Regions from separate parts of the Drosophila melanogaster genome. Here region 1 is linked to region 2. Evidence: chromatin contacts called from public Hi-C data. All regions are on one chromosome and are shown on one strand. The core of a region is the stretch at or near the end of the contact, and the rest is flanking DNA. Distances in the headings are between cores, read along the strand shown. Region 1 has its middle 9.2 kb from the start of lncRNA:CR44526. Region 2 holds the start of Cpr66D (Cuticular protein 66D).

Region 1 (5,778 bases), core at 2,400-4,899, 62 kb after region 2:
GATTGATGGTTTATTTTTAGTAGCTCTCGGATTATTAATATTCATTTAGTGTGACTCCTGGACTCCTCGAGTGCCGTGTGTGTAATCAGCTTTCCGCAGAGTGGGCACTTTTTGTTTGTTCCATTCGAATTTATGGCAGACACTACTCTTTTGCGCTGGACTTTGGCACACTTGTGTTCTGGGGGCCTTTGGCTATATGGGTCTTTGGGTCTACTCGGCCCGATATGAATACCGACATATTCATCCATTTCGTACGGCGTACGCGGTTTTTTTTCTGGAAAACCATATTAACCACCACGTGACTAGCGGCACACAAAGAAAGGTTTTTTCTCTCAGTGCAGCGATCAATTGCAGAAGGTGGTATTGAAGTCGTTTGGGGAAGGTTTAATCGGTTTTTCAGGGTTCTAGCTCTTTTGGTAAAAGAAAAACTCAAAGGTCAAAGTAAAACAGCTTGGACTCGTAAGGCGGAAATGCTTTTACTGCCTTTACTAAATATTATAATATTCATACTGCGCTTAAATCATTTCTTATACAATTCGAACTTATATATCTTACATAGGTCCCAAGATTCTAACATTTAAATTAGGATTTTCCTTAGCATCTTTGAAAGCGTTGTTTGGAAGTAAGGAGAATGAATACCCATTTCTATATTTCTGGGCTAACGACAACGATTCTTAGTTTCTATATATTTTAAGGCTCTTATCACGGTCTTTCTTTATCGTACCAGTCTATGACTTCTGCAGACCCCATTGGTCCCCCTATTGACACTCCACCCCCGCCCACCGCGAATCGACTGTTTATCTTTGGCAGTCGAGCCTACTTGAGTGCCGCCGGGCAAATCCATGGCAGCGAGTCAATAACACTTGGGAAATTGACCAAGTCCCCCCCAAAGTTCTTATCACAAGGAGCGTGACTGTTCCGCCGCCGCAGGTTTTTGCCCCTTGCCGCCGTCTTATCATGAGATCCAAAACCCGTGCTCGCCACGGTTGTATGTACATATATGACATACATGTATATATCATATTTTTCGAAATATAGGGGGACGTCAGCCGTCCTTATCGGGCATATATATGTATGTATGTATGTATGTATATGTGGAGATAGGTGGCGTACACGTAAATAGATTATATCTAGGTAGCTGGCAGGGGCATGACTTTTTGCGTGTGCCATGACGAATGCGACTCGCAGCGGACTCTACTCTCTCTGCTAAATAATGCTATTTTTACACTGACAGTATGCCGTATACCGTATACCCACCAGCCACCCAACACCACCCACCACCCAACGCCCATCGGGGGGGGGAAGCAATGAACTGCGAGTTGTTGAAAAATTTTCCATGAATCGTTGTAGTTTTTTGTTATTTTCTTATTTTCGTACAAATGTACTGTTTGCCTGTGCAAAATCTATCTTCATACGTACATACGTACATATGTGTGTACACATAGTCGTAGAGCCGCTTTTATCAATAATTATTTTGTTGTGCTCGCCGCGAGTTGTGTCAAGTGGATTTTCTTATCACCGCCTGACGCTCGTAGGGTGCCAGTTGGGTGGTGGTGCTTTCGGTGGGCACGCGGGCAGGTCGTCGTCGGTGGTGGGCCGCTGTAACTGGGGTGGGGATCGCGGAATGGGGCTGGTGCTGGTCGTGTGACACAGACACACAATCACGTAGGCACAGTCGTCTGAGCTCGGGCTGGGCGCTATAATTAGACAGTGGCAGTCAATATTAGCCGTGCAAGGCTGGCACGATCGCTCCGCCGATCGATCGATTGGAGTATCTACACTGGGGAAAATAGTACTGCGTACTACACACCAATAATCATTTGAAAACTAACATTTGCTAAGAGAAATTTACTTGGAAACAGGGCATTTTGATACTAACTAGTGAAGTAAAGTATCTTGCTCATTGTAACTCTTTGAAGTTCAATACCTACAAAATATCTATTTGTATTTCATTTTGAATCAACATAGTGTCATTCTTACAGTGTCCTAGTGTCATACAACTATAAAATTTATATCATTTGTGGCCAATTGTTTTTCCCGTGCACATAGACCAATCGAACTGGCGATCGATCGCCTGTTGCCATGTAAACCATACCCTTACCTAAGCCACCTAAACGATCGCCTCCGACGGGCATGGCTTTTACTATCTGTTAATTGATTGACGCAGTAACCATGGGGTAAAACTATATGGCCAACTGCGCGGTGTGTCTACTATCTACTACTGCTCGTAGTGTTTATCAAGGGGTATTGCCAAGTCTTATCTTTGAGTGGTGGAAAATTTGAGCGCGACTGGTGGCCATTTTCTTGGTGCCGTTTTGCAGCAGGTTTTTGGCTGGGGTCGTGTAATCGATGGCCAATTTAATGCATTGCAGCAGCGGCCATTATTCAAAAATGACTCTATCCCGCTCGCAGGCCATCCCTTTCGCTCTCACTGGCTGCAAAACTAATTAAAGTTGCAGCAGCTGCTGCACTTGGGTGTTAACTTGCTTAACGTGCATCAAGTCGCATGCAATTATGAGATGCAAAGGGTACGCTCCTCCAGTGCATGCCATCCCATCCCATACCATACCATCCCATTCCATTCCATCTTGCATCTCGACATCCCGGTGCTTCGATTCGCTGCAAATGCAAATCGCAGTCGTTGCCGGGCTGCGACTACCCAAGTAGCCCTTGTCTCGACATCCCGAGCCTCTGTGTAATTGAACAATTTTCTCCACCGGTCTGCGATCAACACAAAGGACCAGGACCAGGCCCTCTGGATGGCAGCAATGGCGGTGGATGTCACAGTGGTCAAAACGAGTAAAGCTAGGTGTTTGTGGTATGAAAAACATGGTCAAGATGGTTATGAAAAATCATATATTAAAATTATTTCATAGAAATTTGAAAATTTTAACTACAAATTAATTTTACAGATACACAGATTTTTTTAATATTTCTTTAAAATAAAATGTTTAATGTTGTTTCGAAAGCATATAAAATACCAACCAAATGGTCATAACAATTTATGACTCAAACACCACCATGCAGCCCAGGGTCGCCTTTGGATTGGAGTAAGTTGCCGGACTCAGTGTTTATTTGGGCCCAACCGGCTCTTACTGGCCAAAAACAACAACAGGAGCCGCCGCACACGACGTCGACAACAACGAAAACAAGGGCCAAAATGGTGCAGGGTAAACAAAGGCGTTGGCCATAACAACTCAATACACAAGGCAGGGACAGAGGATCGGTTCGGTTCGGTTCGGTTGGGTTGGGAACGGATCGCAGGGCGGCACCCAGATGAGATGAGATCCCCAGACTTGAAAAGGCCAACTCAACCCGCTGCCCAGACTCTGGGCAATGGCAATTTATGTAAATATCCGTACAGCCTTGATTTCCATGTAAATTCAATGGGGCCCTGGGATATGTGGCAGGTGCGAACTACTTTCAAACTACCGATCGCGGCAATCAGTGGGCAAACAAATAGGAATACGGATCCATATTTGCTTGGACTGCCCTACTGTTTGTGCAGTCGGATATGGCAGCTAATTAGCCGGTTGCAGGTTCTAATGCGTTCGTCCGTGCCAACGGTGCGTATGAGTAATGTCACACCCAGTGCCCGGAGTGCAAATATTGACAGCGTTTTGCTTTTCGCACCGAGTTCAGTCGAGTCGACGAGCGTCAACGACTCTTGAACAAGCCAATGGATCTGTATCTGTAGCTCCAGAAATATTTGTTTTAATGCCCCTCTCTCTTTTTTTCCTTTTTTTGCAAAACAAACATGAAAGTGACTTGCAAATATTGACAGATCGACCGATATGAAGGGTGCAAACTGAAATTCAATGGAAGGCAAGCAAAGCGTCTAGGAAATTAAATATATAAGAACTGGGAATATACAATATATAGTATATATATATGTATATTTACCAAAGTAGGCGACTCCACCTTAAACCTTAAACCAGCCAGACCATCTGCTGACGTAAATGCGGCGGGAAGAGAAAAAAACTGTAGCGCCGGTAATGATCACAAGGCATTTGATAATGACGCGTGCTGTACGCCGCCCCTTCCTCGCCGCCACGCCCCTTGCCCCATTCACCGTTTCAATTTTCTGTGATAAAAGTGTTTCACATTCATTAAGATTATTAATAAAATGCCGCGCCAGCCAAACGAGTTTCAAATAATTCTCCCCTTTTGTTGGGCTCAATGGATTTTTATTTATTTTATATTTCTTTACCCAGATTTTTTTTGCATAAATGTATTTCTTTTCACGCGACATTCCCCATATACCAGAATCTTTTCATGTCTAATTTTTCAACTGGTTCTCTCTGCCGCATTTTAATATGTGCCAGACATCATCACATATATCCTCAATTTTATTTGAGAAACACTTTTGGGGCAGAGTTTTGTGCTTGCTTTTGGGTGGAGTTGATGAATTAAATTTATGAGTTCTGCCCGAAGTTGTTAGGTTATCGAATATATGTGGCATTAAGTTCTTATATATGAGAACAAATATTTTTTGTGGTTTTTTCTCCGCATAAAAAAAAACCGTATATTCTGATGAAATGAATGAATATAGACGATAAAGGTTTGGGATTTCTGGCTTAGTAACGACGATTTGAAGAAATTTTTGTGGCGCTTTTTAAGTCGCTTATATGTAGAAATCCCCTTTAAGTGTTCAGTATTTTTTCAGTCATGTTTTTTCCGAGAGAAAATCAATTTCCGCCATAAAATGTAGGCCAGCAATGTCTGAATCAACATCGCAAATACTGGGAATATTTCCAAGAAGGCTTTCAAATATTTTTCGAAGCGCCACAGCAACGAGTATTTGACTCCTAATGAATATTTATAAAGCCTAGCTAAATTATGTAGTCTCAGGGAGGAAGCATATTCAGAATCTTCGCCTTATAAATATTGTATTTGCCGATCGGGCGGGGAATTAGCATAGATCAGCCCAAGCCCGACTTGGTGGCAGATGTGGGGACAACGTCGCGAGACTTTTCTAATTCCATATTAATTGTGTTGATGGTCCATGCCGTTTGTTTGACGTCAATGGTATTATAGAAACAAATACAGATACCGAATACTGAACACTGAATACCGATTGGCAGCAACAACATCTGTGACAGCCTGATCACCAAAAACTGGTTCGAACTTCACGATTTCTCAACGGTAGCTGCAGGAATGTCGGAGTTGTCGGTGGATCCATGAAAGCCGCCGTGACATCGTAACCACCTGGATAATGTATACATATACGAGTATCGTACTTTCCAGAATCTAAAATCTGAATAATAGTCGACAAGGTAACGCAACCCACCTATGCATTCGCATCTATGGAAATGGCAACTGATTTCTGGGGTATCATCATCATCGAAAACATCTCTTGGGCGAAATTCTTTTGCTTTTGAGGAAATTTCCATGGCATTTCAAATTTTATTTGTTTGTTTGTTTCGTTGGATCGCTTGTTGGCTGTGTTCGTTTCGCACAACAAATGAACTGAATTTCGTTTGGCCTATTGATAACACGAAGCGAAAATACTCTTAACGAAAAACTTTCCTAGTTATAAAGAGACTTATGTCAAAAACAATAGCACCATTATCTAAAGCCATTCCGAGTTCTATAGCTCATAAACAGGAATTAAAAGCATACCGTAAGCTTTCTAAAAAATTCGAATTGGGTTGTAAGATATATTAATATAGAGATTAAAGTTCCCAAATGTTCTACTCCTATACTATGGACTGCAATAAAATATGATATCACTCCTTTGCAATAAACCAACTTTATCGTGATTTATATCTGTATATA
Region 2 (5,265 bases), core at 802-3,301:
ATCAACATCAACGCAACATCGGCAACATCTGCTGCACTTGTTTTATCTCCTAACATATTTAGCGGATTTTTATGAAATTCTGTTTAACTTACTCAATAAATTATATGAAGAACGACAAGAAATTGTGAACCACTAACAAGCTTGATGATATAATGGATTGGTAATCAATTGGCATCGAAATAAATTTACGATATAAACACCACTTAACGCCGCCTCAACCTAATTACTGTCTGCATATGCAATAGAAAACGTATATAAATTAATTAAATAAAAAAAAAAGGAAAGTAAAATTTGGTTTATAGTTATGTTTATGTTATGCTGATTCTAAGTTAACAGCCAGTCAGGCGTGTTAATACCGAGTGATTCTAGTCATGGAATGTAATAGGTATTAAGAATGTTTTAATTAATAAAAGTGACTTTGATTGGATGAAAGAAATGTGTGTGCATTATGTGTTATAAATATAAGCAAGCTAATTTACGTACATATGTATGAATCAGATTTTTATATATCAAGTGTGATCATATGACGTGGAACTATTATGTAATTTAAAGGCATTTGCACCTGAAATTTACGCTTAAAGTGCAATATATTTTGAATCGTACATTTCAACATGCCGACAACGTAATTGTATCACAATAATTTGAATATGACGAGCTCTTTTGTCTGTCAGCCTGCCTTCTTTTAAAACATTAAGTAGGGCCAAACCCAGTTCAAAACCATAGCAAACCGAAGTCAAAAAGAAGTAGCCAAAAATCTTTGCATAACATGACGCTGCAGATTTGCACTTATTCCATCAATCATTCCGGCAATTAAACGTATTTATATTGAAACTATATGCACACATGAGCCGAGAAATGAGCGTACCCATAAATTTGACTTTAATTTGAATGGAAATAAGTCACTCGAGTGTGTGTACGTGTGTAATGTGCATAACAATCGTCTGCAACACATAATGTACTTTCACTTCACGGCTAAGTAAGCCACAAATGTGGTTGGTTTTTCTTTCGATTGTGTACTATTTTGCTTTATTTCAAAGCTGTTACAATGTCAGCGCGATCCCATTAAACGGTCAGCCCCACATTTAATGCCCCGTTTTCGACTCCCCCGAAACGACCTTGTCGACTGCGAATCGATGCAAATTCAGGGCGTATCTCATGAACCATACGCAAAAGAGTGCTCTGTGGCAATTGTAATCACGTATCAAATGTTGTAGGAGGACTTATGGGGCTTAATGCCACCATCACATGATCGCAAAGATCGTATATGCAAAGGGCTTGGGAGTGCAGAAAAAAAAAGAGAAGATTTGGCAATCGGCGACATCGAAGATCGCTTGAACCCATTCAACCGCAACGCAAACGCAACGTCTGATTCAGATACAGATAGGCAGATACATATATAGATAGCTAGCTATTCACAGATAGATGGATACATAGAAAAACGTTTAGTCGAATTTGGGTCAGCAACAATGCACTTGCTGGGTTCGATTTTTGACTCGGGTGTGGCCCTCCTCCGATCGCATTGACCTCTTCTTCTCCAAGAGCCAAGCGATTAATTGGGCATGATTATCTAATGGGAAGCCATCAAGAGAATTGCGTGGAATATAGATATAGCTATATTATATAGACATGCATGTCGAAGGAGTAAACTGCAAATGCAATTTACATTTGCTCGTGGGCACTGCATGCCCTCGAAAGTGTGTGAGTGCATAGCTGTTGCAATGATAAATTCGGGAAAGTTTTCCAATGCTAGTCAGCTTCCTCTTTTTTTTTTTTTTGGCCAAGTTAACAGCTGTTGGCCGAGATCACGTAGGGTTACAAAAAAAAAGTAGGGAAAAAACCTTTAACAATGGCCCAGGTCGAGGGTAGAGGAACTGTGATTCGAACGGAAGTGACAACCGAGTTGGGGTCTTTTGGCCACCCAAAAAAACAGCTGTTGTAAATCAGCCAAGAGAGTCGCATTATGGCCAATAAGAGCGTGAGAGAGCCGTCGTTTGGCTTGCCGCTCGTCGTTTGTCGTTTGCCGATATAAAAGTGCAATTTGGATTCGCAGCCAGCGCAGATACAATTGTGGCTCCGTCGAGGTTTCAGTTAGCGTTTGAATTTGAATACAAGTGCCCGCGTTCCGTCGTCCAAGTGTGATCTAGTATCCAGTAAACCCTTAGCAACATGCAACTCCTTTTGGTGACGGCCACTTTGGCCATCTGCGGCGTGGTGGTCAGTGGACAACAGGGCGTGGATCCCGCCTACTTGAGGCAGTACTACCAGCAGCTGCAGCAACAGCAGCAGCAACAGCAGGCTCAGCCCCACGATGGCACGCCCATTTTCGAGCAGAACTCGGAGCAGACGCAGCAGTACGTGAACTCTGGCCAGCAGATCAGGATCAAGGATACGGTGGCGGAGCAGATCCGGGCACAGCAGCAACAGGGATACGTGGCTCCATCGGTCAGGGATTATCAGGTGGGTTTGCTTACTTACTGTACAAATAATCTAGATGTCTATATTGTTGGATCTACAACCTTTTCACAGCAATATCAGCCTCAGCAGGCCGCCTACCGTCCACCTGCCCAGGCTGCTCCTCAGCCACCACGCAGGATTCAGCAGTCCTCCTACCAGGCTCCTTCCACTTCGATCCTCGGCAAAGGACAGCACAAGTTGTCGCTGCAGCAGCAAAACGAGGAGGAGGAATACGATGACGTAAGTTAACAGTACACGTAAAACAATATGTCCATTTTTCAAACAAATAATGAGGTGCGGATATGAAGAAGTATTAATGAAAAAGATATGTGAAACAAATAGATCAACAGATATCTATGAAACCCAGTGATCAGCTAAAAGTAACCAGTTTAAATCAATTTGCAAAAAAGAAACAAGCTTAATTATTTAACTCAAAGCCGTTTTGATACTTTATATCAAATTGAAATCGATCCTCTTTTTGCGGTGCACCCAGCTGGTGTTCGAACTCACATTCGAGTGGGACTTTCGCGCACTTTCCTTTTCGCTTCACTGCAACAGCAACTGCAACATCAGTGAAAACAACAACAACATAATTACAATTGAAGCATGCAATGGCATTGGGGGATGGATCGGGGGAGGGCAACTGTGACTTGGGGTTCATTAACCACGCTCAGTGTGGCAACAGTGTGGATTTGGCCATGGCCATATGTGTGTGCATCGCATTGTGCATGTTCATTGGCCCGGGTTCGCTCCTGGTCCGGTCCGTTTGGCCACTTAGCCACCGGCGATTGTTTATGGCCTTTGCATGCGGAAGCTGGCGAATATCCGTTACCAAAGTGACCATAATCCATCAGGCTTAATGCGGCGGCAAGCCAACGAGATGGGGTTAAGGTGCTCAGTTGGTGTGTCATCCTATTAGCCACTTAAAATTGATGGCCCAAACAGGATTTGATGGGTTTTGTCAAAAAAAAAAAAAAGTTACATGACAATTAATTTGGTATTTCATCATCCTAAAACTAAAATGCAAAAGAAATTAGTAGACACTAGGAAAATGGAAAACATCATGTGGCGGCACATGTAATGATTAAAACACATCTTAGCATTGTCAAATTTGTAAGAGCTATTATATTAATCATTACAAGTGATTGCAATTTACCGCTTAATGTCTCCGCCAGACAATCACTTTCAAATGCGACCCATTTACCCCAATCCCCACTCCGTGACCATAAGATCTGCAACTCCGAGCCCAATTCCCACAACAATGAGCTCCAATGGACATGGCACGCATTAGAACCGGCTTGCAAACTGGCTTTGCCTTTCCAATTTTTGGCCTGCAGTTCTGTGGGCATTTAAGCTCTTTGTTTTTTTGGTCCACGTCAGGCCTAAAAGGCTACCTAAAATAAAAGAACGAGGAATCGATTTGTGGCCACGCTCTAAAGCCACGATCTTCTTGTTACCTTAACCCAGTTGCCAGCAATCTTAGATCCGATTGTCTTGGCCAATCGAAGGTCTTGCTGCCATTGGATCCTCACAAGAACTAGGGGGAAATCGCACCAACCTTGTGCATAAATTATCCAACGCCTCGAGGTTTTTATGGGTGGTGGTGCTTCGATCGCCTGGTTGCATAAACATAATCCGCAGTCAACGGATCGATCGTGTGATCCGCAGCCGCTGCAACGAACCGGCACTTTGATTCCGTGCGATCGGACCATTAAAATATGCAAGCGGCTCCAAATTACTTTCACTTGTGCGTGATCTGGGATTGGGAGTTTGGAGTTGCACAGCCTACGCGAATGTGCCTTGGGGCGATGACGCAACACCAGCGTCTGGACACGTTTTTTGGGCCAGCCTCAAAAGTGGGTCAGCACCAGGTTGTAGTACGCATTTAAAGTCCCCATCGAGCCCCACCCCATTCACAAAGTGCCCAATCTGATTTTATTTCTTTGCAAAAGTGTATTGGAATCGATACTATTTTCATTGCACAATTTAATTAGTTTTCACTGGCACCCATATCTTTCTGTAAATATATCATAACTTTTTATCACATTTAATTTAGAAATTAAAAAAATTTAAGTGCCTTTCAAGAGATTAATATCATACAAGTGCTAAAAGCATTTGCAATTATATTACTAATTACTCATAAATCATATTAAGTAATAGATTTAGTTATAGCCTCATCTCCCAACTAATGCCTAACTAACAATGTTTTTTAGCAAAACTCCTCGTACCAGTTTGGATTCGATGTGAAGGACGACGAGTTTACCAACTACCAGAACCGCAAGGAGATTCGCGACGGTTCGGTGATCAAGGGTAGCTACTCGGTGGTGGACTCCGATGGCTTCATCCGCACCGTCAAGTACACGGCTGATCCAAAGGAGGGATTCAAGGCCGAGGTCATTCGCGAGCCCACCGACATCGTGGTGAAGATCCCCACTCCCCCGCCGCCGACGCAGTTGCTCCGCGCTGGAGGGCACAAGGCCCAGCAGGAGTACAGCTCCGGGCCCAGCAAGCAGCAGTATCAGCACCAGCAGCAACAGCAGCAGCCACAGTACCACCAGTACCAGTAGGTGATTCGACCATCCAAGATCGATGACTCTTGTCGAAACACTCTTGAAAGTTCCGCAAGTCCATGTAGTTTGTAAATATGCCGAGACTCGATTGGCACGAGATTATAACATTATTCTATTTTATATCATTCATTTAGGTTCGACTTTCTTGTTTAGAATATTAAATTAAAAGTTTCAAAAAACATGAAATGTGTCATGGAATATTTTTGTGTGAGGCTAAGTGATAAGTTCGTTTTTGGTCAAT

Evidence for each region. Hi-C and Micro-C count contacts between places; a contact is called where the count stands out from the background.
Region 1: a Hi-C map of the Kc167 cell line shows a contact between it and region 2, with 3 times the contacts expected there. A contact is called at or near these places in 5 of 107 Hi-C or Micro-C datasets (the Clone 8 cell line, the Kc167 cell line, the OSC cell line and 2 more).

The regions. Positions count from the first base shown.
Region 1 is chr3L:8,698,967-8,704,744 of dm6, forward strand. No RefSeq gene overlaps it. Among named protein-coding and RNA genes, the nearest start is that of lncRNA:CR44526, 9.2 kb to the left of the region's middle.
Region 2 is chr3L:8,638,388-8,643,652 of dm6, forward strand. It overlaps Cpr66D (Cuticular protein 66D), which reads left to right and starts at 2,052. Exons shown (of 3, transcript NM_168288.3): 1 at 2,052-2,457; 2 at 2,527-2,694; 3 at 4,668-5,197. The coding sequence starts at 2,167. The coding sequence ends at 5,021. Zasp66 (Z band alternatively spliced PDZ-motif protein 66) reads left to right here. Exons shown (of 8, transcript NM_001169914.3): 8 at 1-426.